4 separate regions of the Mus musculus genome follow, and all the other regions are linked to region 1. Evidence: chromatin contacts called from public promoter capture Hi-C data. All regions are on one chromosome and are shown on one strand. The core of a region is the stretch at or near the end of the contact, and the rest is flanking DNA. Distances in the headings are between cores, read along the strand shown.

Region 1 (7,027 bases), core at 1,495-3,994:
ATATGTTAATTTGCCTAGCTTCTCTACTAATGAATATTTAAGTTTGCTTCTTTAAGCAAAGGTTTAATAAATGTTCTTATAAGAATAGGTTTTAATTTTTAAAAATTCTTTTCTTAGCTTAAATCTCTGGAAGGATTGCTAAGGCAAAATTCATACACTTACATACATGTAAGTATGTATACACTAACATATGCACACACAGATGGATCAGCTTGTTGGAACTTACAGGCTGGCATTTACAAAGATTGTGTTTACTTATATTACCATCAATATTGGCTGTAAGATTCTTTAAGAATTTTCTCCTTTGCTTGTCCTTCCAACAAGCTTTGTTTTCTTTCATTTAAAAATAGAAGCAATAAGTCAAAACAAGTTATTATTATTATTATTATTGAGAAATATGTGAATATTCTCAAATATGATGAATCAGGAAGTCCAATTTCGTTTTTGACTTTGGAAAAATTCCTAATACCTCAGTGTCCCTGAGATCATGAAGTTGACTTAGAAACTCCATAAAGGCCCTTCAAAAGAAAAACTATGTGAAACTATGTCAAATAAGCCAGGTGTGGTGACAATAGCCTTTATTCCCAGCATTTGAGAGGTAGAGGCAGGAACATACATCTCCACGAGTTTGAGGTCAACTCCATGTACAGAGTTCAGGAAGATGTGTCTCAGAACAATCACACAACATGCAGCAAACATCCTCAGACCTTGCTGTGACTGTCCTCCTAGCCAGGTGTCCTCCATCTTGTTCAGCTGTAGCCCCTTGTAAAAGGCTTGTCTCAGCTGGTGGAGGAGCGTACCTTGCTGTACTATCACCTGTGGTATGTGACTGTGCTTGAATTGCACATGGCCTCAGGGAGGGACTAGAACGGTGGTTCTCAACTTTCTTATTGCTGAGACCCTTTAACACAGTTCCTCATGTAATGGTGACTCCTAACCATAAAGTTATTTTTGTTGCTACTTCACAACTCTAATCTTGCCACTGCTATGAATTGTAATACAAATATCTTTCTTTTTCCAATGGTCTTAGACGACCCCTGTGAAAGGCTTATTCAGGACCCTTGTGGATACCCACAGTTTGAGGACTGACAAACTGGGGTTGTGGATGGGGAAGACTAGAAGAGTGGGTTCTGTCTATGAAGCTACAATGGAGAAGCCTTCATCCCTGTTGGGTAAGTACTTCCCACACCCACACTCCCATAACGAAGTCCTCAGATATGCTCTTTAAGGAAGCCCAACAAACTCATTGGTTCTCCAACGTGAACTTTGATGGAATCATATCTGCGTTTGTCCTTGGGGACCATAGGAGAAGCAGTCCAGTGTTTTATATCTTCTCTGGGATCAAATTTTAGAATAGGCTCAAGAGACGACACTGCCTAATAGCATTTGCTTCAGAGGACCTGAACTCCGTTGCCAGCACCCACCCACATGGAGGCTCACAACCTCCTGTAACGCCAATAACCAGAGAGCTATTCCTGAGGGTACCAGGTACGGATGTAGAAAACACTTATACACACACACAAATGAAATTTAAAATTGTGCTAAATAAAAACTCATTAAAAAAAACCAACATGGATGAAGGTTTAGAATCTTGATAGAAAAATCCATGAAAACAGAAGGGGTCCTATTTGGGAAGAAGGAATCAGTCAATAGGACAAGAAAGAGTCATGGGTAATAAACGACCAAAATATACACATTTATCAAGATGTTATAATGAAACCCATTATTTTGTAAAATATATGCTAATATATTCTTTAAAAGCTTAAAAAAGTTTACACTATTTTTGCTCTTTTTTTTTTCTGAAATAAATTTGAGATACTTGATGACTATGCACAAAATACACTCAGTGCCAAATCAGGATGTGCCTTGCGAAGAGAAAGTTGAAAGTGTACTGCTGCCTCTGAAATCCTCAGAGGATTAATGTCGGTTCTGTAAGTTGCACCTCTGTCTTGTGACCTCAGGACTTTGGGACCAATTTTCTCTAAGTCCAAGCGTGGAGCGGAGACACTACTTATTTTAGCTTGGCCACTAAGGCTCAGAGGTGTCTTTCTTGGTTCTTGGCAGGCTCTCTGCTGTCTCCGGACTGACTCAAACGTGCTACTCTTTAACATGACTGGCGGCTTTCACATAAATGATTTGACCGGAAAAAGGTGCCAAGAGCAGTTGCACATTAAGAACTTGGAATTTATCTCCCAACTTTACTCTCCCTCGCCCCTCCTCAGCACAGATTAGTAGCTGAGGAAGTAAGGGAAGGCAACTGAAGGGCCAGTTCGCATCCTTGCCAGGAGAAGGGAGAACGTCAGGAAGTACCCAAGCACCAAGGCTGGCCGAACCTCACAACTGGTAATAATGGGGGAAAAGCGTCCTGGGAAACTGCCTCAGGAAACTTCCCGCAACCTCGCACCAAGCTGTACACTCTCCACTCTTTGGATCCCGCGATCTTAGTTTTCTCTTTCGGAAGCGGCGTTCCTGTCGGTTATCATCACGCCCCGCCTCCTAGAGAAAGTTCGCTGCGGGTAAAAAGGAGAATCATTCCGGGGCGGGGTCTCCAGCGCTCGACTGGTGTTCTGTTGCTAAGCGACGGATAGGAGGCGCGGCCGGCGGGAGAGGCCCGGCGGTCCGCTCGCGGGCAAGGGCGGGCCCGCGGCTGCGCAGCCGCCGTCCTTCACTCTCGCTCCCGGCCGCGCCTCCAGTTCCGCGTCGGTCACGCCCCCACGCGCAGCCCGAGCTGCGCACGCGTGGTGCGAGCGGCTACCTTCCTTCTGTGGGGCTCGCGGTCGGGTTGAGGGGACCCGGCAGCACCCGCACCGTAGCTGGAGCGGGCCGGGAGCCGGTAAGCCGAGCCGTCTCGAGGGAGGAGCAGCCCGGGTAGTGCCGCGGTGCCCTCCGCGGCAGAGAGGAAAAAAAATGGTATTCGAGTCGGTGGTCGTGGAAGTGTTGAACCGGTTCCTGGGAGACTATGTGGTGAACCTGGACGAGTCCCAGCTCTCCCTGGGCATTTGGAAAGGTAACGGGGTCGCCGCTCCAGGGTCGCGGGAGACGGCGGCGCGGTTTCTCGTGGCTTCGGTCCTTGGCCAGCCCGGCGCCGCCACCTGCAGCTGCCCGCCTCGCCCTTCAAGTTATGTAAAGCGGGGCGGCGGTTCCCGGGCGGGCGGGCGGGCGGCGCGAGCCGTGAGGTTGGGGGAGGCGCTGGCTGAAGCCTCGCGTCCCGGTGGGGCCGGGTGCTGGTGACCCTTGGCCTCCGCTGGGCAAGGGAGGCATCCCTGGCAGTTTGGCCCCGGGCTGTCAGGAAGGCTCCGGCGAGCCCACGGGGAGTCGCACGCCGACTTGCACGTGAAGACCAGGCGCCGTCCGCGAAGACACCCTTCGTCCCTTCCCTGCCCCACTTCACCGTGCTTTCTAGGCGAGTTCCGGTCCGGCCACTGAACTTGGACTTGGGTGTTGCTTAGCTGGGACAGGCAAATGACAGGGGGAATAAAAGGAAAGGAAAGCCCCTTTCAGAGTATCTCAGAGTTACTTAGGTTTTCAGGTCGCAGCCTGACCAGGTGGGAATGTGGGTGTTTGTAAGACCTGAGTTTTTTGTTTTTTTAAAGAACGAAAAGAAAATGCAGGAAAACAGACGGTCAAAATGTAATTTGGGCTTTCCGTTTCTCGGACCTGACGAAGACGTGATGAGCACTCCTCTCTGTTGCTTAGATGGGAAGGGCTGCATCTACCCCTTCACTGCAATGATTTACCTAATACAGTGTCTTATTTTTAGTGTTTCCATCTGTATTGCATTAGACTCTTGTTTATTTTAAGTAGCTATTAGCAAGTAGAGGCCTTTTTTGAAATGAACGTTCCAGGCCAAAGTTAGGGTTAATTATTTGTGTAAATAGTGTGTGCATTCTCTGATAATGTACTTACTTAAAACTTTCTAAAAGTTCTCGTTTATCTTGAGCCTTCTCATTTTTGAAATAATGAAAACAAGTAATTTAGTTTTATTAAACAAACAAGCCCTCAATGTAGCTAGGTACCTTCTTCCACGATAACGTGGGCAATTGATCTGTAAGAGCTAGCACAGCCTCTTTGAGATCAGGTACTTGCAAGTTGCTTAGTCTGCGCTGCTTCTCAGTTGCAGAGTGAGGATAACAAAACTCTGTAGCTCAGAAAAAAAGCCTGGAAGAATATCTGAGCTGGTACCTGGAGAGATGGCTCAGTGGTGAAAAGCGCTGGCTACCTTTCCAGATGACTTGGATCCAAGCCTGGTGTCCACATGACAGCTTACAATCATCTGTCCCAGGGCATCTGCCTTTCTCTTCTGGCTCTAGGGGCCACTGCACACAAGCGTGTAGTGCACAGACATACACACAGGCAAAACACTCATACATACAGATGAAAACAATAAAATGAACAAGAAAACGTTACTTGAACAGTGGTTTGATTTGTAGTGAAATGTTTTGTACATTTAAGGTGCAGGCTGTGTAAACTATAATTCACCAAATTTATGTATTTAAAGTTTACCTAGAATAAAGTTGAGTCTTGTGAATAGTTTTGTTTTAATAAACCTTAAGAATGTTTCAACTATCTCAATAATGATACAAAAAGATTATAAGCCTAGGAAATTCCCACTTCTTTTCTTTGTAATTGATTCTTCCTCGAGTGGCAGTTACTTATCTGTTCACAGTCTGCTGGTTTGCTTTTATTTTTAAGAGTGTTATAAACTGAATCCTTTGGCTTTGTAGCTTTTTTCTTTTTGAGATCCAGTTTCACTATGTAGCCCAGGCTGGCCTGGAACTTAGAATCTTCTTGCTTTGGTTCCTGAGTGCTGGGGTTAAAGGCCTGTGCCATCACACTCAGCTTCTGTGTAGCGGCTTGAGTCAGGCTTCTTAACAGAATGCAGAGAAGTCGTCCATGCGTCATTCACGTCCTGCATACATCACCTTGTCCTGCTCAGAAGCACGGGAATGGCAGGACAAGGTGATGTATGCAGGACGTTAGGGCTTGTTATAGACACAGGTTTGCCATCTTTGCAGTATTTCCTTTTTGGCAGTTAAAGGGCAAGGTGCATCAGGTGTTAGTGTGAACATAAATTATTTCTTTGGAGTAAATGCCTAGCAGTGGGATTGTGAGTGGTAAGTAAATATGTAACTTTATGAGAAGTGAAATGATAGGATTTGGTTAAAGTCTGATTGTGTCTCCTAAAAGTTCTATGTTGGAAGCTTAGCCCCTAGTCTGGCACTGATAAGAGGTGCTGGATCTTTTAGATGTAGGCCTAACAAGGCACAGTGGCCTCTCACCTTAGCTTTCAGTTTCTTTTTGTGAGCTTTCTCTCTGTCTCTGTGTGTGTATCTCTCTGTCTCTGTCTCTCTCTGTCTCTCTCTCGTGTGTGTGTGTGTGTGTGTGTGTGTGTGTGTGTGATCTTCACCATAGCTGCTGCTATGCTGTTTGAATTTTCAGCCTGCAAAACTGAGCCAAATGTATTACTTTGTCTATAAGAACCAGTCTCGAGCATTTTATTATGGTCCCCCCTCCCCCATGAATCCACCCCTCAAACTTAACTAATACACCTTGACACTGATGTCTGAAATGGCTCTGTTATGTTGCACCATCACCAGTTTTGTATCAAGATGTAGCTGTGCACTATCCTCTTGAGCATTGCTAGCCTCACTTCTAAAATGTTGTTTCCTTGTATGTGTGTGCGGTGGGTGTGCAGGTCTATATGGTTGCCTGCATGTGTGAATACTTGGTGATCCCCAGTTTGTGGAACTGTTTGGGAATGATTAGGACACACGTCCTTGCTGGAGGAGGTGTGTGTGTGTCACTGGGGGCTGGAGGAGGTGTGTGTGTGTCACTGGGGGTTGGAGGAGGTGTGTGTGTCACTGGGGGCTGGAGGAGGTGTGTGTGTCACTGGGGGCTGGAGGAGGTGTGTGTGTGTCACTGGGGGCTGGAGGAGGTGTGTGTGTCACTGGGGGCTGGAGGAGGTGTGTGTGTCACTGGGGGCTGGAGGAGGTGTGTGTGTCACTGGGGGCTGGAGGAGGTGTGTGTGTCACTAGGGGCTGGCTTTGAGGTTTGAACTCTCAGTGCCTCTGCCTGGTGGTTGTGGATCAGGACATGAGCTCTCAGCTGTTCCTTTACTCTGCCATCATGGACTTTCAACACTCAGAAACTTTAAGCCAAATGAAATGCTTTTATTTATTTATTTATTTATTTATTTATTTATTTATTTATTTTTCTAAGCTTGCTCTGAGGAACCCTTTGGAGGCTGGAATTACAGGAGGGCCTCCATGCCCACCTAGCATTTATGTAAATTTTGAAGATGTAAACTCCAGTTCTCAAGTTTGTATAGCAAACACTTTACTTGCTAAACCATCTTCCTACCCCTAAAATAGTATTTTAAAATGATGTTCCAGTAGGTATGTAGTATTAAGCACTGTGATTAATTAAGCCTTTAATTTGCAGCTTCTTTGCTACTAGGTGTTGGGTACATTTTCATGATTTTTGCTGTTTATTTTTGTCAGTGAAATGGCCAGATCTTTGGCTTATTTTAAATTGGATTGCTTACTCTTCTTTTTTCTATTGGGATTTAACTTATGCATCATAAAATTCTCTCTTTGTAACTCTCCAATTTAGTGTTTTATTTTGTAATGTAACAGTTGTACAGCACTTACCACTAATTCTAGAACATTTAACTACTTCCCACAGCCCCCCAAAAAACTTCTCAGCTCATTAGCATACATTACATATTCTTTATTCATGAGTAACCCACCTTTGGAAGCCATTTGTCCTCTGACTATAGATTTGCTGACTCTTGACATTTAATTTAAGTGTAGCCATGTAATATTCTTTTGTTACTGGCTTCCTTAATTTAAGATATCTTAGATGTCTTTACTATTGAAGGGTAGATTAAATAGTATTTAATGGTGTGAATATTTATTGAGTCATCGGTTGGGCATTTATGTTGTTTCCAACTTTTATGATATTATAGATACCACTATGAACATTCATGTGAATATTTTTTAAAGGCATGTTTAAAATTCCCACTGCT
Region 2 (7,027 bases), core at 1,601-4,100, 1.9 Mb before region 1:
GGTTTCTCTGTGTGGGAACTCTAGCAATTCAGAGGGGAGGAATGGGATGGAAGAACCTTATCATAACATCCCTTAAGTAAGGGGCAGAAACTCCCATAGCCAAATACAAGGAAGCGGAAGGCTGTGTTTTTTCTTTCAAATCAAAGCAGCATTCCCCTCTCCCCATCAGCCTGATGACCCGAGATGCTGATGCTGCTGCTGCTGCTGCTGCTGCTGCTGCTGCTGCTGCTGCTGCTACTGCTACTACTACTACTACTACTACTACTACTACTACTACTACTAGAGTTCTACTACTACTACTATTAGAGTTCCTTGCTACTACTACTACTATTAGAGTTCTACTACTACTACTATTAGAGTTCCTTGCTGCCCTGAGTTCAATCCCCAGAACTGACATGGAAGGAGAAAACCAATTCTTCCAAGCTGTTCGGGTGAATTCTGGACCTATCTCACCAAGAACCAGCAGGTGATGTGAGAAGGGTGGAGAACTGGGCCATGCAGAAACACGGCTTGTGCCAGGCTGAGTGCCCAGTGGAGCAGTGAGCGGCCTACTAATTCCCAGAGTTGTCCATCCAAAAACTGTGTTGGATTCACAAGACATTCATTCCAGGTTCAGACATGGCACTATAAACATCTGTATCATTCTATTTTATTATATATTAGAGCCTCCTTAAACATGGTTTCAAAACCAAATGTTGAGCAAGTTGTCATGCTTCATATATGTGCTAGAGGGTTTTTGTTTCATTGTTTTAGAGGCCTTTCATGCGGGTCAGCCTAGCCTTAAAGTCTTAAAGAACAATCATATACTGCACCTCTGGTCTCTACTCTCTGCCACAGAGTGGTGGGATTGCAGGTGTGTGTCTGTACACCTGGCTTGCAGCAGAGATGTTGTGAAGCACACACAACTCAGAGCCAAGACAAACTGTACATCTTAATGTCTCTGGAGAGACCACCTTTTGGACCTTTCAGAGTCTTGAAGTCAGGGTATCCTGTCAGCTTGAATCCTGTGGGATATTTATGCAGTGTCTTCTTGGCCGCTAGTATCCTTTCCACAGAGAGGGAGAAGAACAAGATGGGAGAGGAGCAAACCTTAAATGAGCCATTTATCTTTTTCACACTTACTTATCATTCTTATTTGTTATATTATTTATCTGTTGAGACAGAATCTCACTATGCAGAGTCCAGGCTGGTCAGGAACTTGCCACACAGCCACGGCTGCCTCTGTGGCAAAGCTACCTTCCTAAAAGTACTGGGATCATAGGCAAGCCTCGCCAAGACTGGCTCATACGCAGAATTGTTTAAAACTATCTTTGATTTAATCCCAGTGAAATGTTAAATCTTCTTCATAGTTGGCTTATGTTTATATTCAATCTATTCCACTCTGAACAGAGACTTCTAAAGCACAGAATGATTCCCAGGAGGATGGGAAGAGTCAGCAGGCGGCAAGAACTCCACCATCAATCAAATCTGAGAAACACAAGAGCAAACACACATGCTCTTCAGATGACTTCAAGGCCCAGGTTTCAGGACTTCCGTGAGGTTCAGGCTACAGTTATCTGGATACGCTCCCATGAATAGGACTAATTTCAACTTTGAACCCTTTTGGTAAGCAGAAATCCCCCACAGGTAGAGTTCCTGGTAAGCAAGGCCTGGGGGCATAGCCATGACCAAGCTCCTGCTAACCTTTGCCCCTTGAAGTTTCAGTCACTTTTTTCCCCGTAAATTAACCTTCAATAGACATGTTGAAGGTCCATTTTGTGGAGGTTCTTTTTTAAAAAGTTGCTTTCTTACATTTGTATCTAGGTTGCGGTGCATGTGTGTGGGCAGGTGCATGCCATGGTTCACCACAGAACACATGCTCAGGTCATAGGTCTCCTGGGAGTTCTCTTTCCAAAGTGTGGGTGCTAGAGGCTGAACTCTGCTCATCAGGTTTGGCAGCAGGGGCAGCTGGACCATTGTGCTGACCCTGTAGTTTCTTACATAACCAGTATTTTCATTTTTATTACCCCTAATATACAATAGGCATATAATATTGACTGTGACATTGTGAGTTTACTTATGTGTGAACATAAACTCTCGTGTTGGGCAACTTGTATAAAGTACCAGCCAGTAGTATAGTTTTGACTTCGCGGGTAACTATTCAACTCTGAAATTGTAATAAGAAAGCCAATGCATAAGCAAACGAGCATGCTGTGTTCTAATAAAATTTTATGGTCACGGAAATCTAAGTTTCCCCTAACTTTCGTGTGCCACAAAATACTATGCTTTTGTCTCAGCTATTTAAAAAACGCCAAAAGCACTGTTAGAAGTCTTTATAAAAGCCAGGCAGCAAGTGGGTTGGAGTTTGTTAACCAGATGCTGTAGAAAAAGCTGTCCTGTCCCGTGGGGGATCAAGACCCGATTCTCCAGCTAGCAAATGTGGGGTCTCCTACAGCTAGCAGTGTCTAGTTGCTTTTTAGGAGCATCTAAGTCCCACCGCGGTTTCCCTAGACACGATCAGGTTCCTGGTACATACAGCGAAGGAGACTCTTGAAGATTCCCAGGCCTCGCCGTGTGTACGCAGCAGGCAGTGGGTACTCACCGAAGCGGGTTCGAATCCTTCCCAGCAGGGTCGCAGAGCAAGCTTCAAGAGCGTTTCATGCCTACCACTGCCCGGTGCTCACCTAGGCAGCGAAGTCCACTGCGCTTTCATAGCCTCCCCTACGCAGGGCCTGAGGGCGTGGCTACTGTAAAGCTCCTCCCCCAAGAGAAAGGCGGGGCTCCGGCGTGCCGGAGCAGGCTGGACCTCTGAGGTTCGGCCGGGCTCCCCGCCGCAGCCAATCAGCAGCCGGCGAGGCGCGGCCACTTCCTGGTGGGAAGGCCGGGCTGTCTGCGGAGCTCGCTGGTCCGAGTGTCCCGCATCGGGTTGCGCGCGGATCCGGAGCGGCCGCGGCCAGCGCAGGCTTGGCGCCCAGTTCTCGTGTGCGTGTGGGGCTCCCGCGGCTGAGCCTGGTCGCTCCGTGTAGCGCCATGTCCAAGCCACCTCCCAAACCGGTCAAACCAGGTAAGAGTGGTGTGCGCTGCGCGTGCGGGTCTCCAGGCTGCGGGACCCGGTGCTCGAGTTCCCGAGGAGCGTCCTCGGACTCTGTCCACACGGCTCGCCAGGACGTTCTAGCGGTGTGGTGGCAGCACCTCGGTCGCGGCCACTTCCTCATATTTCGCCCTGTCGCTGTCAAGTTGGAGTTCTTGACCGGCAGGCGAACGGGAAGTGCGCTGCGGCTGGGTGGGGTTTGCGCCCGGGCTGGAGCGGGCCAGGGACCCGAGGTCTCCCGGGAGCTTTGGAGAGCTGCTCGGGCGCTGCCAGCGGGACAGCCGGGCTGCAACCCTCTCGGCTCCTAGCTTTAGGCAGTGTCGCTCTGTCATGCATCCTAGTGTTTTTGCTTAGGGTGACTCTCGCGAACTAAACTGGAGAGAGTACGAAGTTCCTCAAAGCAGTTTTCTTGACCGCCCTTCCTGGTTCACTTTTAAAAACGTTGTTCTTAGAGTGTTTTCTGTGATATGGAGAAACGAGACTAAATAAACTCGTGGGAATTTTCATTTGGATAGGGAATTGACAGGGATCGTAAAAAAATGGGAGATGAATGTTTGATGAATTCCCAGACCCCTTTTCCTAATCTCCTGCAGCTTTGGTATTACAAAGGCTGAAAGCCATTTACATCAACTTTTATAGCTGCTTATGCTGCTGCTTCAGTGATTTTTTTTTTTTTTTTTTTTTGCCCTTGAGGTTGTTTTATTGGTTTTGCTTTGCTTGTTTGTTTGTTTTACTAAAGTGACAGTCACTTCAACTTCAATAATTATCCAGTTTCCTTCTTTTGTGGCAGCATCAAGCCCCTGACTTTGAAAATAATGCACACATATTTGTGAAACAGGCATTCGCTGTCGACGTAAATTCTGTAGGGCCGGAATATGAAGGAAGTGGCTCAGACTGGCTTTGGCCTGAGCAGAGGCTGGGCGGGTGCTGGTTGAGGCTGCCCTCGACGTGAAATCTGAGAAGTTTGCAATTTGCAATTTAGATGCGGATGTATGAGGTGGCAGTTTTGTAAACTCTGCTGTAAGTCAGTAAGTACCTCGAGGGTCCAACTAAGCTGAGTTCTTTGATGGCTGAACAAAGCTCTTGATTTTGAAGAATGTGCCGAGAATCGGTTCGTGAAGTTTTTCATTCCCCCAGACACAGTAAAAGTGAAGTCAGTGTTGAGTCTGTGAGTGTTGGCAGGAGCCTGCCCCTGTGTACGTGATTGTGAACTTGTGTGTTCATGCACCCTTGGGTGTGGTTTAGGACCCAGCCTGTTACTAAGTCGAGGTTTGCTCTGGGAACCAGTTTTGTTGTTTACATCTCTGCCTTTTCCTCTCCAGCAAACCAGAAAACACATGGCTAAACATTTTTACTATTTAGAGAGAACTTTGACTTCACTTTGGATTTATAAGTGAGGCCCAAACATAGAGTTGCCATGAAAGTCGGTTTATTTACCTAGTAATGGATAATGAGAAATATTAGTGTCAGTAGGACTTAAGCTTTGTGCTTGCTTACTTGAAAACAGAAAGTTTTATTTTCATACTGTCCCACATGTACTGTGTGCTAGGCGCTTGTCTAGTCACACATACGTGTTTGAATTCATTCACTTCTCAGTAACCTACCAGGTCAGTAACTGTTTTTTTATTCCCAGTGTCCAGGGGGAGTAGGCACAACAAGTTAACTCATCTCCTCTCAGCAATGGGGTGGTGATGTATGGGTCATAGAGGAGTGCAACTCAGATGTTTGACTCCAGGATTTGTGCTTTGCTCCTGTGTGAGGAGCCCTGAATATTTTACAACTGGATAGGAATCTCAAAGAACCAGGTTTCTGGCCCCCAGCCAGACTGCTTTATGCACAGCCATGCTGAACACCCCTGGTTAGGGTACAGCAGGTGTACTGTGCTTTCTTCCCTTGGCAAGTCACGGGGATGAAGGTCTCCAAAGAAGCTGGGCATTCCTGAGACTATATCTAAGTTTTAATTTGTCACTTGCTGCTTTGTTTACACCCTCTCTCTTCTCCAAAATATTTCTAAACATTCAAATTATCAGAGAGAGTTGGGGGAGAGGGAGAAGACAAAGGCTTGGGGCAGAGAGGGAAGAATAGTAAAAAAGGAAAAGAAAAGTAAGCTGGTATACAGGTCCTAGGCTCCTGTAGAGTTACCGAAAAGGGGAGGTCCTGTGATTCTCTGCCTCATGCAGACAGATGAAAGACCACCAGCAAGGCCTGCAGTGCTCAGGAAACTAACATGTGCTGTTTCTAATGGCACTGAGATCTGAGACAGAAATTCCCACAGACTCTCTTCCTGTGTTAGGCAGGTTTTCTGTAGCAGTGGAGTAAGACCACATTGCTCCTAATTTAAAGGGCAACACTGAGAAGACAGGAGCCAGATGGAGAGGCAGAGAAGGGCAGAGGACTTACTGTAAGAGTCTAGAGGCATGGCTTACTTAGTTGTTTGTTTGTTTGTTTTCTGTTGCAATTTAAAAGATCAAGGATTTCATTTGCCGCACAGTGCGTGAGTGTACTCTACCACAGCAGGAAACTTCTGGATACAGCAAGCCACATGACCTCTGCAGTCCAGGAGAGAGAAGGATGTATGCTCCCACTCAGATAGCATCCTCCTTTTTATCCAGATGGAGTACTCAAACCAGGATGGTGCGGCCCTTGTTTAGGATCAGTGTTTACAACTCAGTTAACCTAATCAATGTAATCCCTCCAGGCATTTTTCCCCCAATTTTTTATTATGTATTTTCTTCATTTACATTTCAAATGCTATCCTGAAAGTCCCCTATACCCCACCCCTACCCTGCTCCCCTACCCACCCACTCCCACTTCTTGGCCCTGGTGTTCCCCTGTACTGGGGCATATAAAGTTTGCAAGACCAAGGGGCCTCTCTTCCCAATGATGGCCAACTAGGCCATCTTCTGCTACGTATACAGCTAGAGACACGAGCTCTGGGGATACCAAAATACCCATGGAAGGAGTTACAGAGACAAAGTTTGGAGCTGAGACGAAAGGATGGACCATCCAGAGACTGCCCCACCCGGGGATCCATCCCATAATCAGCCACCAAAAGCAGACACTATTGCATATGCCAGCAAGATTTTGCTGAAAGGACCCTGACATAGCTGTCTCTTGTTAGGCTATGCCAAGTGCCTGGCAAACACAGAAGTGGATGCTCACAGTCATCTATTGGATGGAATACAGGGCCCCCAATGGAGGAGCTAGAGAAAGTACCCAAGGTGCTGAAGGGGTCTGCAACCCTATAGGTGGAACAATAATATGAACTAACCCCTCCATGCATTCTTTTTTTTTTTTTTGGTTTGGTTTTTCGAGACAGGGTTTCTCTGTGTAGCCCTGGCTGTCCTGGAACTCACTTTGTAAACCAGGCTGGCCTCGAACTCAGAAATCCACCTGCCTCTGCCTCCCGAGTGCTGGGATTAAAGGCGTGGGCCACCACGCCCGGCTTCCCTCCAGGCATTCTTAAAGGCTGACTTACTCTAGATGATCCTCATGGGTAAATCTGGACGCTTGTCCCCTGTGTGGTTCCATAGCCTATGTCAGTGTGAAGCGTCACAGATAGCAAGGGACATTAAACAACAAAGCAATGATGCATCTTTCAGGCTAAGCAGCCTGCACCCAACAAGGGGCCATTGGTGGTAGGAGGCAGCCCAGGCAAATTCTGGTAGATCTTGAAAGGAGAGACCTCTCCCCCATTTCCCCTCCCCACAACAAGAGTTGGGGGAGAAGGGGAGCATTCAGAATTGCCCTGTAGACATTTCTTTTTTTCTTTTCTGCTTTCTTCTTCCCTTGCTTCTGCTTGCTTCTATCTGTTTCTTTTTGAGACAGAGTCTCCCTGTCTAGCTCTAGCTGGTCTGGAACTTACTGTGTATAGCCCAGGCTTGCCTGGATGGAATACACTGAGCTCAGTCTGCCTCTGCCTCCTGGGTGCAGAGATCAGATGCTTTCGCAACCCTC
Region 3 (7,027 bases), core at 2,298-4,797, 1.8 Mb before region 1:
CCCTAGTCTATCCCCTGTTCCTGGACTCTTGAGTTCGGACTGTAGGAGAAAAAGTACTGTGTGTTGGATGCTGATTCAAAGCATATATGCCTACCCAGAACAGTTATTAGGTTTAAATGGAAGTAATGCATACAAGATTAGGCCCAAGCAGGTCCTGAGGGCAAAAGCAAGCTACATTAAGACGTTTCCCAAATGACTATGGTTTAACTCTTGTTATAACACCTTCCATTCCCAGGCATGCACTGATGGCTTCATGGAGGATGCCCTAGGACCCGCTGGCTGAGGAAGTGAAGTCTAGGGCTTGGTTTATTGATGCTTCTGTGCTATATGAAGGCAGAAATGGACAGCTGCAGTGTTACAACCCACTTTTGGGGACATAATCCAAGCCATTACCACCTTTGGTGCTGTAATTGTGTCTTTAAAAGGCCATTTTACCGCCACCATCCTATCAAGCCATTTGTTTCAGGATGGTGGGGAACATGGTAAGCCTAGGGGATTCCGTGAGCACACATTCTCTATAGCAGTTCTTTGACCATGGTCAGAAGCAATACTGTGTGAGAGAAAATGATAAGGCATTCTGTAAGACCACTGATGGTAGTTTTTTGCAGATGCAGCAACAAAGGCAAATCTGTAACCAGAATTAGATTTTATTCCAGAAATGTCAAAGGAATGTCTTTCCACAAAGAAAGTATAATTGGCATGCTGTCATGTCACTGGATGGTCATCCCCAGGACTGGTGCCGTGTCTTATCGGAGGCCCATTGTTGGCCTCCCATGTGAGTAGATCCAACACTCAGAGCAGCTGCAGCCAGGTCAGCCTTGGCAAGTCGAAGTCCATGTTATCAAGCCTCTGTAGAGCCTCCATGTCTGCCACCATAGGCGCTTTGTTCATGGACCCACTGGGAAATGACCAGGGAAGAGATGGCTGGGGAAAGAGGCTGAATGTCCACAGAATGGGTTGTCCTAACCATGACTATTAGCTCCAATGCTGAAGTCATCTTTTGATGAGCACTTACATGAGGCAGAAGTGCCTTCATACCCTTTGTCCATTTGGAGCGCTTTGTCCACATAGATCTTCTTTAAATGCCTTTCTCACCAATTTTTCTGTCATGCTCTTTGCAAGTCTCTGACCATCCAGCCAAACCATTGGCTACAGTTCAGGAATCAGTAAACAGTCAAATGTCTGGTCATTTATCCTTACAAGCAAAATGTAAGGCCCAAAATTCTGCCCACTGTGAAGGTTTTCCTTGACCACAATGTCTTCCATGGTTGTCACAGAAAGGGGATTTTAACTCTGAAACTGTCCACTTCTGGGTGGCACCTTCATATATCACAGAAGCATCAATAAACCAAGCCAAGTATATATTACTTCCATTTGAAAATGGATTCCTGCTGTGCACCACTACATTATGAATTAGTGGGTCAGATAATATTCAGCTTGGTGTCCTGTGGTGTGTGTGTGTGTGTGTGTGTGTGTGTGTGTGTGTGTGAGATCTCCCCATCCCGTCAAGTTTCTCCTGACTGTTCAGTAGCAGGTTAAGAGCTGTCTTTCAAAGGGAGAGAAGTCAGCAGACAATGATAGATCCTTGTTTCAAAAGCCCCTGAGTATCTGCTATGATTTTTCCACAGTGGTCTGCTTAAGGCTACAGACATCAGGTCCCTATCTGCCACTGGCACCTCAAGTACTGTCAGCTCTGCTCAATCATATGGTCCAAGTGGTACTGCAGCCAGGACCTATTGAAGAGCTTTCTCCTATTCCAGGTCCCACTTAAAGATAGTGTCTTTCTGAGTGACTTGGTATATGGGACAGAGAAACAAATCCAAGTGAGGAATGTTCTGCCTCTAAAATTCAAATAGGCCCTCTAAGCATTGTGCTTCTTTCTTGGTAGCAGGAGGGTTGGGTACAACCACTTATCCTTAACCTTAGAAAGACGATCTCTGCATATCCCATACTACTAGACTAGTAGTTTTACTGAGGTAGAACACCCTCAACTTTGGTTGTATTTATTTCCTATCCTCTGATACACATACATGTTACCAACAAGTAAACCCAAGGTTTGAGTATATCAACAGTATAGGTGTATTGCTGGCCTTGCCAATTGAAAGCAAATTACTTCTTGTGGTCCTTAATGGACAGATATGTAAAAAACAAAAAAAGTATTTGCTAGATAAATACCCGCATAACAAGCATCAGGAAATGTATTAATGTATTTAGGTAAGGGGATTACATCTGGAATAGCAGCTGCAATTGAGAATTACTACTTGATTAAGTTCTTGCTGGTCAGCTCCATGATGTAGCCATCTGTCATCTGCATGGGCCACATAGAGAGATGCGGTGGCAAGGATCAGGAGATGTAGCCTTCGCAGACTGATTACGTTTACTAAGCAACGTGCACTGAAGTCTTCTCCACCTTTTCATGACTTGTTAACTTCCTTCTATTGATAATAGTATCCCATTTTCTGACCACGTCTTTCTAGACCAGTCAATTGTTGTAGCTTGCAGGATTCATAGTTGGGCACGTTTGGACTACTTTTCCTCCCTAGTAGCTCGGATAGAGCCTTCCAGCACTGTGAAAGCTAGCATGTAGGATGGATGGACCTTCCAGGTCAACACCAGCTTGATTTTGCAATGTTCTATGACTTAAGCATGTGGTGTGTTAGTAATAAGGCCTCACTACCAAGTTCTGGATGATAAACTAGAGCACTGGGGATAGCCAGTAGATATAATATTCGAGAGTCTCAGGGGGCCTCACTGGCTATTCTGGCCAATTTTATGTCAACTTGACACAAACCAGAGTCATATGGAAAGATGGGCCATCAATGGAAAAATTTCACCCACCAGAGTGGCCTGTGGGCAAGCCTGTGGTACATTTTCATGACTGATGGTGGATGTGGAAAGCTCCAGTTAGCTCACTATGGGTGCTGCCTCCCCTGGGCTGGTGGTACTGGGAGCTATAAGAAAGGCAGAGAGCAAGAGGTGGAGAGCAAGCCACTAAGGAGCATTCTTCTATAGCCACCACATCAGCCTCTGCCAAGTTCCTGCCCTGCTTGAGTTCCCACCCTGATTGCCTTTCATGAAGGACTATGATGTGAAAGTATAAAAGAAATTAACTTGTGACGCCAAGTTGCTTATCATGGTCATAGTGTTTTATCCCATCAATAGAAACCCTAACTAAGACACTCACTAGTCAGCAAGTCCAAAAGAAGTAAAGAACACTTGGCACATGGCATTTTATTTGTTAGCTTCCAGTGCCTAGTTGAGGCATTGATTTTATAGGGTAATTCTGTCTTCATTGTTTTTGTGTATGGGTGGGTATATGCCAGTTGAATTCAGGTATGTGAAGCTCTGCCAGCTCTTCACTAACAACAAACAAGATCGATTTGACATGTTTTGCTCACTTTTACAAGTCCTGAGTTATCTAAATGTTGTTTCAGGGCTCCAGAGGAGCAAAGACAAATACTGGAAAAGCCCATGCTTCCCTTCCCTGCCCGGGAAAGACCAGCTCCCCTCCTTTCACCCTTCCACGACCTTGACCTTCACGCTTTGAAGTCTAGGGCCAGCCTTCCTCCAGAGGAAAAGACAACACTGCTGTTGATGATAGTCTCCTCCTCTCTAGGGGATAAGGGGGTTAGTGAGAAAAGGGAAGGGCAAGGCTGGAAATAAGACCTCAGAAACAGTGGCTATGGCCGCGGTGGTGGTGGTGATGGTGGTTAGAACTGCTTAATTCAGAATCTTCCTGCAGAGCCATCTGAATGCTAGATCATTTCAGACTCAACCTACATTTAAGACAAAGGTTATGTTGGGCCTTTTTTTTGGGGGGGGGAGCCCTTCATTCTTATGGATCCCAATTTCAGACCATTTCCACAGTCTCTTAGCTTCCTGCTCTCTCTGTTGTATGTAACAATACTTGGTGAGAGAATGAGCAGAGAGCCTTAGAAAGCTTTGTTGCATGTCCAAGAGCATAGCTCTTTGACATCTGTGAGTCTGCCTTCCTTAAGTAAAATTGGATCAGTAAACTTGATCACCGTGTGTTCTTGATCTGTTGTTAGATGTCTGTCAGGACGTCAGCAAGAAACAGAGCTTCGGTTTCATCCCCTAGACACTGCTGTAAGCCCGAAGTCTACAGAACACAGTCCAGAGATAACTCTGTGTGCCAAGAGGACCAGCGGATTGCATATTAGTATTAATTGTTCTAACAACAGAATATTTAGGCCCATTAGCCTGCAATTGTGAGAAATCTCCTGGTTTTGTGATTCCTTGGCCTTTGGATGTTTCTGTTAAACTCTTTCATTTCTAGTTACTTCGATTTTGAGAATTCCAGCCCTGAGCCTTTAGAACATGGAGTGAAAAGGATAGATAAAAGGCAACGCCCAGTATTAAGCAGTAGTAAGTAGGGGTCTGTGATGAACTGTCTTGGTATTTTACCGCTGGAATGCTGCTTTGTGTGTCTGGCTAATCTCCTTCAGTATTTAGCATCAAAATGGAAAGAACTGGAACTATGCAAATTGGTGGTTTGTATCTTGTTTACAAGAGTATCCACCAGTCGTCCCTCCTTAGACTATCTCTGAAGGGAACTGGAAAGCTCTAGCCTGGATGTTGGTCACGAGAGGACTGCTTCCTTTGTGACTTCTCTCTGGAAAGTTTGAGGTAACTGAGATGACAATCTGAACCATCTGAGAACGATCACCTCAGCCTGGAGCCTTTCTCAGGCAGCCCCGCCTCCTTCCCCTGCCCTCCTTGTTTCTGCACCAACTCTCACGGTATAGAGCTTGCTGTGTAGAGCCCTCTGGATCTACACGGTAGGGTTAAAGGTGGTGTTTCCTTTCTCCATAAATCAGGGGTGGGAGGTATGGATAGTCCCCAAACAAGCAAACTAACAACAACAAGAAAAAAAAAAATTACATCTATTTGTTTGCAGGAACCTTACCCACTGAGCTATCTTCCCAGCCCTGCTTACTTTTTGAGACAGGGCTTCACTCTGGTACAGGCTGGCCTGGATGTTACTGTGTGTGTAGCCCAGGGTGGTCTCACACTCCGGGCAGCCCTGTCTTAGCCTCGGAATGCTATCTAGCCTTGCAGGTGTGAGCTAGTGTACTTGAGAGAGGTTTTCTGTTACACTCATCAAGTCCCGGGAGACTCTGAGATGCTTTTCCACGGTAGGACATTTACAGGAAAGAGACTGATTTCCTCCCCTGCTCGGAATGATACGGTATGGCCGCAGTTTTCACACGTTATAAATGTTCTATAAACATTCAGTGCAGTGAATGGAAACAGCAGTGTAAATTAGAATGTGAAGGGCCCCATAAATGGTGCAGTTGTTCAAGGTATGTGTGTGAACCTGGGCGTGCAGGTGTGTTTTCATGTGTGTATGTGAAGGCCAGAGGTCAATGCTGGGTGTGTTCCTCAGTTGCGCTCCACTTTATTTATTGAGACAGGGTCTCTCACCAAACTTGGAGCTCCCTGCTTTGGCTACACTGTCTGGCCAGTTAGCTCCAGGGATTTGTGTGTCTCTTCCTCTCTGGTACTGTCCTGAGACTGGAGAAACAAGCCACCACACCCAGCTGTTTTACATGAGTGCTAGGAATGAACCTAGATTCTCAAGTTTTCATGGCAGGAACTCTGCTGACTGAGCCATGAATCTAGCCCCGATATTTTCCTCCTCATTTTGCCACTTGATGGGCATGTAGACTGACTCCCTAACGGTTAGCATTCCTTTTTAATGGTTCCAACATGCTGATGAATCAGGGTTGACTTAACATAGTTCTCTCCTAATGGACGTTAGACTCATTCCCATTTTCTCTAGTCTTACATTCTTGAATATACCAGTTACCAGCCATGTGTGGTAGGTAGTTCACTGTGGGTCATGTTACCACCAGGGACCATGTTGATGTCCTTGGCCTGTGCTGCCACCGAAGACTGTGATGGTGTCTGTGCTGCTGCCAGAGGCCTTGTTGAGGTTCATGGTCTATCCATGGCTGGAAGCTGTGAATGTCTGTGGTCTGATCTCCCACTAGAGGCCACATTGATGTCTGTGGTCCATGTTACCACTGACGGCCGGGTGGATGTCTGTGGTCTATGCTGCCGCCTGAAGCCATGTTGGTATCCATGGGCTGGCCAAGCTGTCACTGGGGATCATACTGGTGTCTGTGGCTTCTGTTGCTCCAGAAGCCATGTGGATGTCTGTGGCCTGTGGTCCTGGGGTTATGATGGTGTCTGCAGTTGGTATTGCCACCAGAGACCATGCTGAGGTCTGTGGCACATGCTGACACTGGAGACCAGTTGGATATTGTGTTCTATGCTATAACCAGAAACCATGTGGAAGTCCATGAGCTGTGCTCTTGCTGTGCAAAGGGCAAGGAAGGTTCTTTTGCAGTGGTATCAATGACTACATTCTCACAGTTGAGAAAGAGGGACATAGAAGGGTTCTGTGACAACCATTACCCACTTACCCCCTAGAAGAAGTAGCAGCCATTGAAGGGAACTCTTAAAAATTGTGTTAAGGGTGCTGAAGTGTAGCTCTCCACAATAGATGGCTTCTGGTAGGGGTGGAGTTGGAGAAAGACTCAGTTTTCTTTAAGGAGCTGCCCACTGGGAGTTGGACCATGCTCCACTGAGTATATTTGCGACACAAGTTGGACTTTTTTGGGTGGGGGAGGTCAAAGATTTGTGGGGGCAGACACAGGTGGGAAGATTAGAAAGTGAGTGTGATGGGGAACATTGTGTGAAGCTCGCAAATAGTCAATAATCAAATAATCAGTCCCTTGGTCACACTGTGTCTACGTGGGACTAGCACGAACAGCTTTTTGGTGGTTGTGTGGAGTTTCACTGGATAGTGGTGTTCTTACACCAGTGATTGCAGGCTGTTCGGAGCACAGGCTTTTGAGTTTTCCTCTCCCCACCAATTCTTCGTCCTGCAGCAGGGCTTGCTCAGAGCCTCGTATGTGCAGGTCTCTGTGCTGTGTACTTGGGAGTTCGTTAATGAAACATTACAAGTGTATCTCCATTATGCCACTTTGTATCAAACAAA
Region 4 (7,027 bases), core at 3,165-5,664, 1.8 Mb before region 1:
TCTTATGGAAGTCATGGTCACTTGAGTAGAGTTTTAAAAATATTTTTGTTTATCTTTGAATTTTGTAATTGTATACCACATATCACTTGGTAGTATATATATATATCTCCATCTCTACACTCTCATTCCCCTCTGAGGTCTCCCACCTCTATTTTTAATTTTTTTTAACACTGGGTGCTGCCTTTGGGAATGTTGACTGACCTTGGGCAGTTTTAGGCAGGTAATAGTTGCTGTTAGTTGATGATTGCTGACAGTTGTGCCATGGACAAAGGACAGCATTTCAGAACTTTGCCCCTCGTCTTCCAGCTCTTACATATGTTCGCCCCCTAACTGGAGATGTTCTTTGATCCGTGGAAGTGGGGCAGTTCTTTTTTTTTTTTTTTTTTTTTTTTTTTTTTTTTTTTTTTTGGTTTTTCGAGACAGGGTTTCTCTGTATAGCCCTGACTGTCCTGGAACTCACTCTGTAGACCAGGCTGGCCTCGAACTCAGAAATCTGCCTGCCTCTGCCTCTGCCTCTGCCTCCTGGGTGCTGGACTAAAGGCGTGCGCCACCACGCCCAGTGGGACAGTTCTTATAGGTTGATCCACAGCTGAGCACTCACAGTTACTCTTAGCATGTTGGGCAGTTAGGAGCATCTGTACTCAACGCTGCCTGCTGCAAAAAGAAGCTTCTCCGACCAGAAGTGAGAGCAGCACACGTTTATGGGTATAAACATAAATGTTTATCAGGCTGTTTGACAACACGTGATTTCCCTGACATGTTGCCTGGCCTCATCAAGCTTCTTTATGGCACCTTTGTACAAACTTCAGTGGCTCCATAACTCTTGTATTCATCAAACCTACAAAATGAATACTTATGGATCTCTGCTGGCCCAGAACAAACTCTTATTTCTCCTTAATAGCACTAATCGCGTTAACATTTACAGCCATGTAGTCCATATCTGTCACGTCTTCAACTTTGTAAGGGCCTACATTCCTTTCCCCACCAAACGGAGTGGTGGGGTTTTTAACGTCTGTCCTAGTTAGGGTTTCTGATGCTGTGAAGGAACACCGTGACTGAAGCAACTTGGAGGGGACACTTCCATGTCACTGTTCATCATCAAAGGAAGTCAGGACAGGAACCTGGAAGCAGGAGCTGATGTAGAGGCCATGGACGGATGCTGCTTACTGCCTTGCTCAAGATGGCTGGCTCAGTCTGTTTTCTTATAAAACCCAGGACATCAGCCCAGGGATGGCACCACCCACAGTTTTCTGGGCTCTTCCACATAAATCACTAATTAAGAAAATTCCCCACAGGCTTTCCTACAGCCAGATCTTATGGAGACATTTTCTATTTGTTTGTTTGTTTGTTTATTTATTTATTTATTTATTATATGTAAGTACACTGTAGCTGTCTTCGGAGACATTTTCTTTCTTTCTATTTATTTATTTATTTATTTATTTATTTATTATATGTAAGTACACTGTAGCTGTCTTCAGACACACCAGAAGAGGGCATCAGATTTCACTACGGATGGTTATGAGCCACCATGTGGTTGCTGAGATTTGAACTCACGACCTTTGGAAGAACAGTCAGCGCTCTTAACCGCTGAGCCATCTCACCAGCCCATGGAGACAGTTTCTTAATCCAAGTGTCTTCCTCTCGCATGACCGTAGCTTGTGTCAACTTGACATAAATCTAGGCAGAACTCCCTTCTGTCCTGTCGTCTGCTCTTCCTCACTGTAAATCTGGGTAAGCAGAATGCGCGGTAGCCAAAGCTAAGCTAAGCTGCCTTGAAATTTTGTCTACCAAGTAAGTTACCCATTAGTTTGCAATTTAGCATCACTCCAATTTTTTGAGCCCAGGCTGGATGTAATTTGTTTTAAGCAAGCAACAGTGTGATGCAGCAGGAGGGGCTGCCTTGGCAGGCTCATGCTGGAGCACCCTCACTAACCCCCCCCCCCCCATGTCCTCCCCCTGCCCCATGTATCAACCATATGATAGGTCTAGTATAAAAATGAGTTTATTTGGCACGTGGCAAGGGGGTCTGGGGAAGGGAGTAGAGGCAGAGAAAGAAAGATGCAGAGAAGGATAGAAATAAAGAGAAGAGAGAAAGCTGTTGGGAAAGAGAGAGAGAGAGCAAGCTTTTATATGTGAGCCAGGTTGGTATCTAGTTGTTGCTAGGTAACTGTTGGGCTGAGCCTAGAGGAAATGTTAACAGTGCAGTCAGTTTTTTTTTTTTTTTTGTCAGAATTTATTTTGTTTTTGTTTTTTTGTTTTGTTTTGTTTTGTTTGTTTGTCTCTTTGAAACGAGATTTCTCAGTGTCGCCTTGGCTGTCCTAGAACTTGCTCTGAAGACCAGGCTGACCTTGAACTCAAGATCCACTTGCCTCTGCCTCCTGAGTGCTGGGATTAAAGGCATGTGCCACTACTTTCCAGCCATCATTTCAATTCTTGATACAGTCCTTGCTGTGAAACTTTCTGAGCACAGGATTAATATCTGCATCCCTTCCTGTTAGTATTCTAATCTTTCAATTGCCCACTAAAGCCACCCATTAAGCTCTTCTTAATATCACTAGTGAGTCTCTAGCCCGCAACTCAAAATTGTCCCACATTCTTCTACAAACCATTTCTAAAGCCCCGAAAATCACAGGGTATGATATATCACAGCAACAACACTGTTTCTTTCAGGCTACCATTTTTTTTATTTATTAATTTTAGTTTTGCTCTTCCTCCCAATTCCTCCCATAACCACCTTCTTCCACCTCTCCCCAACTTTGTGTCCTCTTGTCAAAACAACTATAATCCAATTTGTGCTGCACATATAAACTCCTGGGTGTGGGACAATCCATTTTAATATGGGTGACCTAGTAGGGGCCACACCCTGAAAGAAAACCAACTTTTCTCCAGAAGCCAAGGACTGTGGGTAGATTGTCAGGTGAGGAGTAGAGACCTGTGAACTCTTTCTGCTATGCTAGAATAGTGACTTAGTTGATCTTGGGCAAGCAACTAGAGCTGACCTGAGTTCATGAGTACAGTTGTTCTGTTGTGTCTAGAGAACAGTTAAACTATGGTCCTTTCCAATCTCTACCTCTTATTTTCTTTGATTCTCTGATGCCAATTTAAGACACAAAACTGCCTGGTGTTCTTCTGTCTTCTTTCTGGTAAGAGCCAGTGGTCGCAATAGTTCAGAGAATGGTGGCTAGTGTAGTAAACACTTCAGAAGTGGGGCTGGATTTTAGACAGGCCCAAATTACCATTTCACTTGGGAAAAGTAGAGATTAATTCTTACTCTCTTGAGTCTCTGATGACTTTCGGGACATGCTTCACTGGTAGACAGCAATGATGTGGGCCTCTGGGAACTAGGGCTATGTTATATGAAGTCAGCCAGCTTCTGCTCAGGTCTCTTGGAACCTAGTAGGCAGGGAACCAGAGTAGCCCCCTGGGGAGGACACCAGCCTGTAGCTGAAAGCTGTTGGTCATCTCCCTCTGACAGCTAGGACAAGCATGTCCTAAGTCCAGAAGGGAGCCATCTTGGATTCAGATCCTTCAACCCTTGAGAAATCACCTTAGCTGATACTTGAAGTGGTGTGAATACTCAGGCAATCTTTTACTGTAATCTTGATCTGCAAAACCGTGAGTGAAATAAAATTGCCATATTTAAGCCACCAACTCTTATGGTTATTTGATATCTGTTATGTGTGTCACATAACTACATTTCCCATGCTACTTAATTCTCACAATAACCCTAGGAGTGATGTGCTATTATGTCATTTTGATGGTAATGAACTTGACCCAAAGGTGTTAATTTGCCCAAATGACTAGCTAGCCAGGGTGATGGGAACTGAGTCAAGCTTTGATTGTAGCTCACATCAAACTTTTGAGCTAAGCTGCAAATCAATTGTACTATTTGAGTTTCAGTTTACACAAAAATACAAACTTGCCAAAGGTCATGAGTCTTTCAGAAGTCAGATTGCCTGTTTTTAATCTTCAGATCACAGAGTTTTATAAACCACTGAGACATTTTGGAGATACCCAGCGTGTAAGCTGTCCCCCCTTTCCCTGTATTAATGGAATGGTTACTGGTCTCTGATAGCCACTCAGATCACTTGAGTAACGCACAGAGACGTTTTAAGAGGTAAGAAATGAAACAGAAGCCACAAGTTGCACAACTGCCCCCAGAAGCCATCCTGGCTGTCAAGACTGCCTAAGCCCAAAGGATCTGCATTTGCAGCATAAGCTTTTAGCACCAGCTTATTTACCTTTAGTTCAAGACAAATGCTCAAATGCTTTCTAGTAATTGCAAAGGACTCTTACCACTTAGAGATACGATTCTCGACTGTCCGGCTTTCCTCCTTCTCATACAATTCTGATGTCTCTACATAGACCTTGCCCCTTTCCTTTTGCCCGAAATCCACACTTTGGCAAACCTCCATGCCCCTTAGCACCCTCCCCTAGTGACCTTAGTTGAGACATGTCATCGTTCTCATGAGTGTGAGTCCCATGCTCCAGGAAGCCAATACACCAGCCCCGTTTTTTGGTCACAGCTGCCTTCTATTTGGTGGGTGGAATTTAATGGTGGGAAAAAGCAAGGCATAACAATGAGACATTACACTGAAGGTTTGCCTAGTTTTCTGGGGCATGATTTTTCATAGCTCAGAGGCTGTGAAAATGAGGCCACATTGTTTGCTCTTCAGACTGGCAGTGGCTGCGGTCCCAGTATGCTAGCACATGTCTCTTCTCTGTGAATGTGTACTCCAGTTATTCTTCTGCATGACCACCTGTGGGGCAATGGGCTATGCACAGAGAGCCTGGTCTCCAGTTGAGCATAGGTCTTGAACCCCCGGTGGGATTGGTGGGTGGTAATTTCCACCTACATGGGACAGAAGGCATTCAATCAAGTCTCCTGGACCCCTGGCTCCTGTCAAAGTTACTGTCCCCACAGCCCCCACAGGAGAGGCGCGTGGTTATCTGTCACGTAGACAATGTCCCAAGCTTGTGGCATTCTGGCTAGACTCCTCCCCACAGTTACCTAACAACAGGAAGATAGCCCAGCCTACTATAAGAGAGACTGCTTGGCCCCACCTCTCTCTCTCTTTAAGCTTTCACCTTTCTTATTCTCTAGCTCTCTTTCTCTTTCCCTTCTCCCCTCTCTCCATGTGGCCATGCCCGGTCTCTCTCTCTCTTTCTACCTTCTCTCTTTTCCCCTGCCTTTCTACAAAAAAGCTCTAAAACCATAGACTAGCTCTGATCATGAAGGCCCACCATGCTTGAACAATGGGATAGGCTTTCTCCTAACGAGCTGCGTATAAGTGCCCGCCAGAAGGCCTTCCTACGCTGCAGCCATGGACTGGACTAAGGACTCTCGCCTGAGTGGGAACCATCCAGCGCCCCCCCTCTCCCCCTGCCCTCTCCTGTCTTCCTCCCTGGGTGGAGTGCCACCCCTGCGTCCACCGCCGAGAGCACCAGAACTCTGATGGGACACGGGTTCTTACCCACTTCCCTCTTTCTCTTACCCACGGCCCCTTAACCACCTTTCTCTTTCTTTTGAGGAAAGCAGTAAACTGTACTTGGCCTCACCACAATGGCTTCTACTTAAATTAATCATTTTTTTCAAGGTTCTGTTTCCAAATATGTATTGATAGTTGGGATTTTAAAATATGACTGGGTTACAGGGAAGGCACGGTTCTGCCCTTACCAAGGTTTGTGGATAACTGAGACTTTTTCAGATGAGTATACTGACTTGAGTTAGCAAGTATCAGATGACTCTATTTTAGCCCTTGAGGTTCTCTGTAATTATGGCTATTCAGGTGAGTGTAGACTAAACATTGGTTAAGCCTTTGCCAGATAGAGGGTGGGAGCAACACAACAGGTGAATCTTCCTAGCAGCCTGGAAGCCAGTCCTGGCTGCCTTTGAATGAAAACATAGAACTCTCAGCTTTTCCAGTCCCACATCTGCCTGGATACTGCCTAGGTATGTGGCCTAGAGACTGTTTCTGTGATATTTTGCTGAAGAACATGGCTGATTTTTGTCATTGTTAGAATAGTCTGCCTGAGGCTAAGGAGAAATGATTTAGATTAATTGCACTGATAAAGGAAGTCCCAAAACAGCCTGGTACAAATTCTGTTGTGTGGTTATTAAGGTTCACTTTTATGAAGAGTGTTTTAATGAAAAGGAGCACACTGAGAAAGGAAAATATAAAATGTATGGTAATAAAGGGGCACCAGGAAGTGAAATGAAGCTGAATCCTATGTTCAAGGAGATAAACAAATTAAGAGAGGGCTGACTTTGGGGCAAGAGCCCAACCAGCTAACCTTAGGTCCAAGCATGGTGGTACACACCTTTAATCCCAGGAGAGAGAGGCAAGCAGACCTCTTGAGTTCAAAGCCAGCCTGTGAAGAGCAAATTCGAAGTAGAGAAAAAGCTTAAGTCCAGGCCTAGTGGTACAAACCTTTGACCTCAGCATTCAGTAGACAGAGCCATGCAGCTCTGTGAGTTCAAGGTCAACAGAGAAAGTTCCAGGATAGCCAAGGTTAGTTAGTGAAGGAGTTGGAAAACAGAAAGCAAGGGTACCATGTTTCAGTCCCAGCAAGCAGTAGAACGCTGCAACTTTGGCCATGTGGCTCTGGCTTTAGAGTCAAGAATAGAAGGGTCTACTAGGACAATTCATGCTGGTGAGCTGGAGCTAAGAAATTAGCAGTGATTAAGAGAGTAAATGTATTTTGTAGTATGCCATGGCCCCCATAGACTTGTTTAAACAAGTCAGAGTGGAACATAGTGGTTTGAATATGCTTGGCCCAGGGAGTGGCACTATTTGGAGGTGTGGCCTTGTTGGAAGTTTGTCACTGTGCATGTGGGCTTTAAAACCCTCTTCCTAGCTGCCTAGAGGCTAGTCTTCTCCCGTTTGCCTTTGGATGAAGATGTAGAACTCTCAGCTCCTCCAGCCTCACATTGGCTTGGACACTGCTGTGCTGCCTCCTTGATAATAATGGACTGGAACTCTGAACCTGTAAGCCAGCCCGGACTAAATGTTGTGCTTAGAAGAGT

What was found. Promoter capture Hi-C pulls out the DNA fragments that hold promoters and counts their contacts.
Region 2: a contact with region 1 is called in a promoter capture Hi-C map of pre-B cells, with 6 times the contacts expected there. A contact is called at or near these places in 6 of 39 promoter capture datasets (the 3T3-L1 cell line, cranial neural crest, hippocampal neurons and 3 more), 4 of 484 Hi-C or Micro-C datasets (B cells, CD4 T cells, muscle stem cells and 1 more), 4 of 130 datasets of targeted methods (astrocytes, bone marrow-derived dendritic cells, large pre-B cells and 1 more) and 2 of 9 other capture datasets (adipose tissue and liver).
Region 3: a contact with region 1 is called in a promoter capture Hi-C map of liver, with 4 times the contacts expected there. A contact is called at or near these places in 1 of 39 promoter capture datasets (liver) and 2 of 130 datasets of targeted methods (large pre-B cells and microglia).
Region 4: a contact with region 1 is called in a promoter capture Hi-C map of liver, with 3 times the contacts expected there. A contact is called at or near these places in 7 of 39 promoter capture datasets (the 3T3-L1 cell line, hippocampal neurons, liver and 3 more) and 1 of 130 datasets of targeted methods (microglia).

What each region holds. Positions count from the first base shown.
Region 1 is chr19:16,776,650-16,783,676 of GRCm38.p6, reverse strand. It overlaps Vps13a (vacuolar protein sorting 13A), which reads left to right and starts at 2,744. Exons shown (of 72, transcript NM_173028.4): 1 at 2,744-3,007. The coding sequence starts at 2,908.
Region 2 is chr19:18,627,636-18,634,662 of GRCm38.p6, reverse strand. Ostf1 (osteoclast stimulating factor 1) reads left to right here and starts at 2,850. Exons shown (of 10, transcript NM_017375.3): 1 at 2,850-3,043. The coding sequence starts at 3,010. It overlaps Nmrk1 (nicotinamide riboside kinase 1), which reads right to left and starts at 2,647. Exons shown (of 9, transcript NM_145497.2): 1 at 2,582-2,647.
Region 3 is chr19:18,605,686-18,612,712 of GRCm38.p6, reverse strand. All of the region lies in intron 1 of Ostf1 (osteoclast stimulating factor 1), which reads left to right. Among named protein-coding and RNA genes, the nearest start is that of Ostf1, 23 kb to the left of the region's middle.
Region 4 is chr19:18,566,083-18,573,109 of GRCm38.p6, reverse strand. No RefSeq gene overlaps it. Among named protein-coding and RNA genes, the nearest start is that of Ostf1, 62 kb to the left of the region's middle.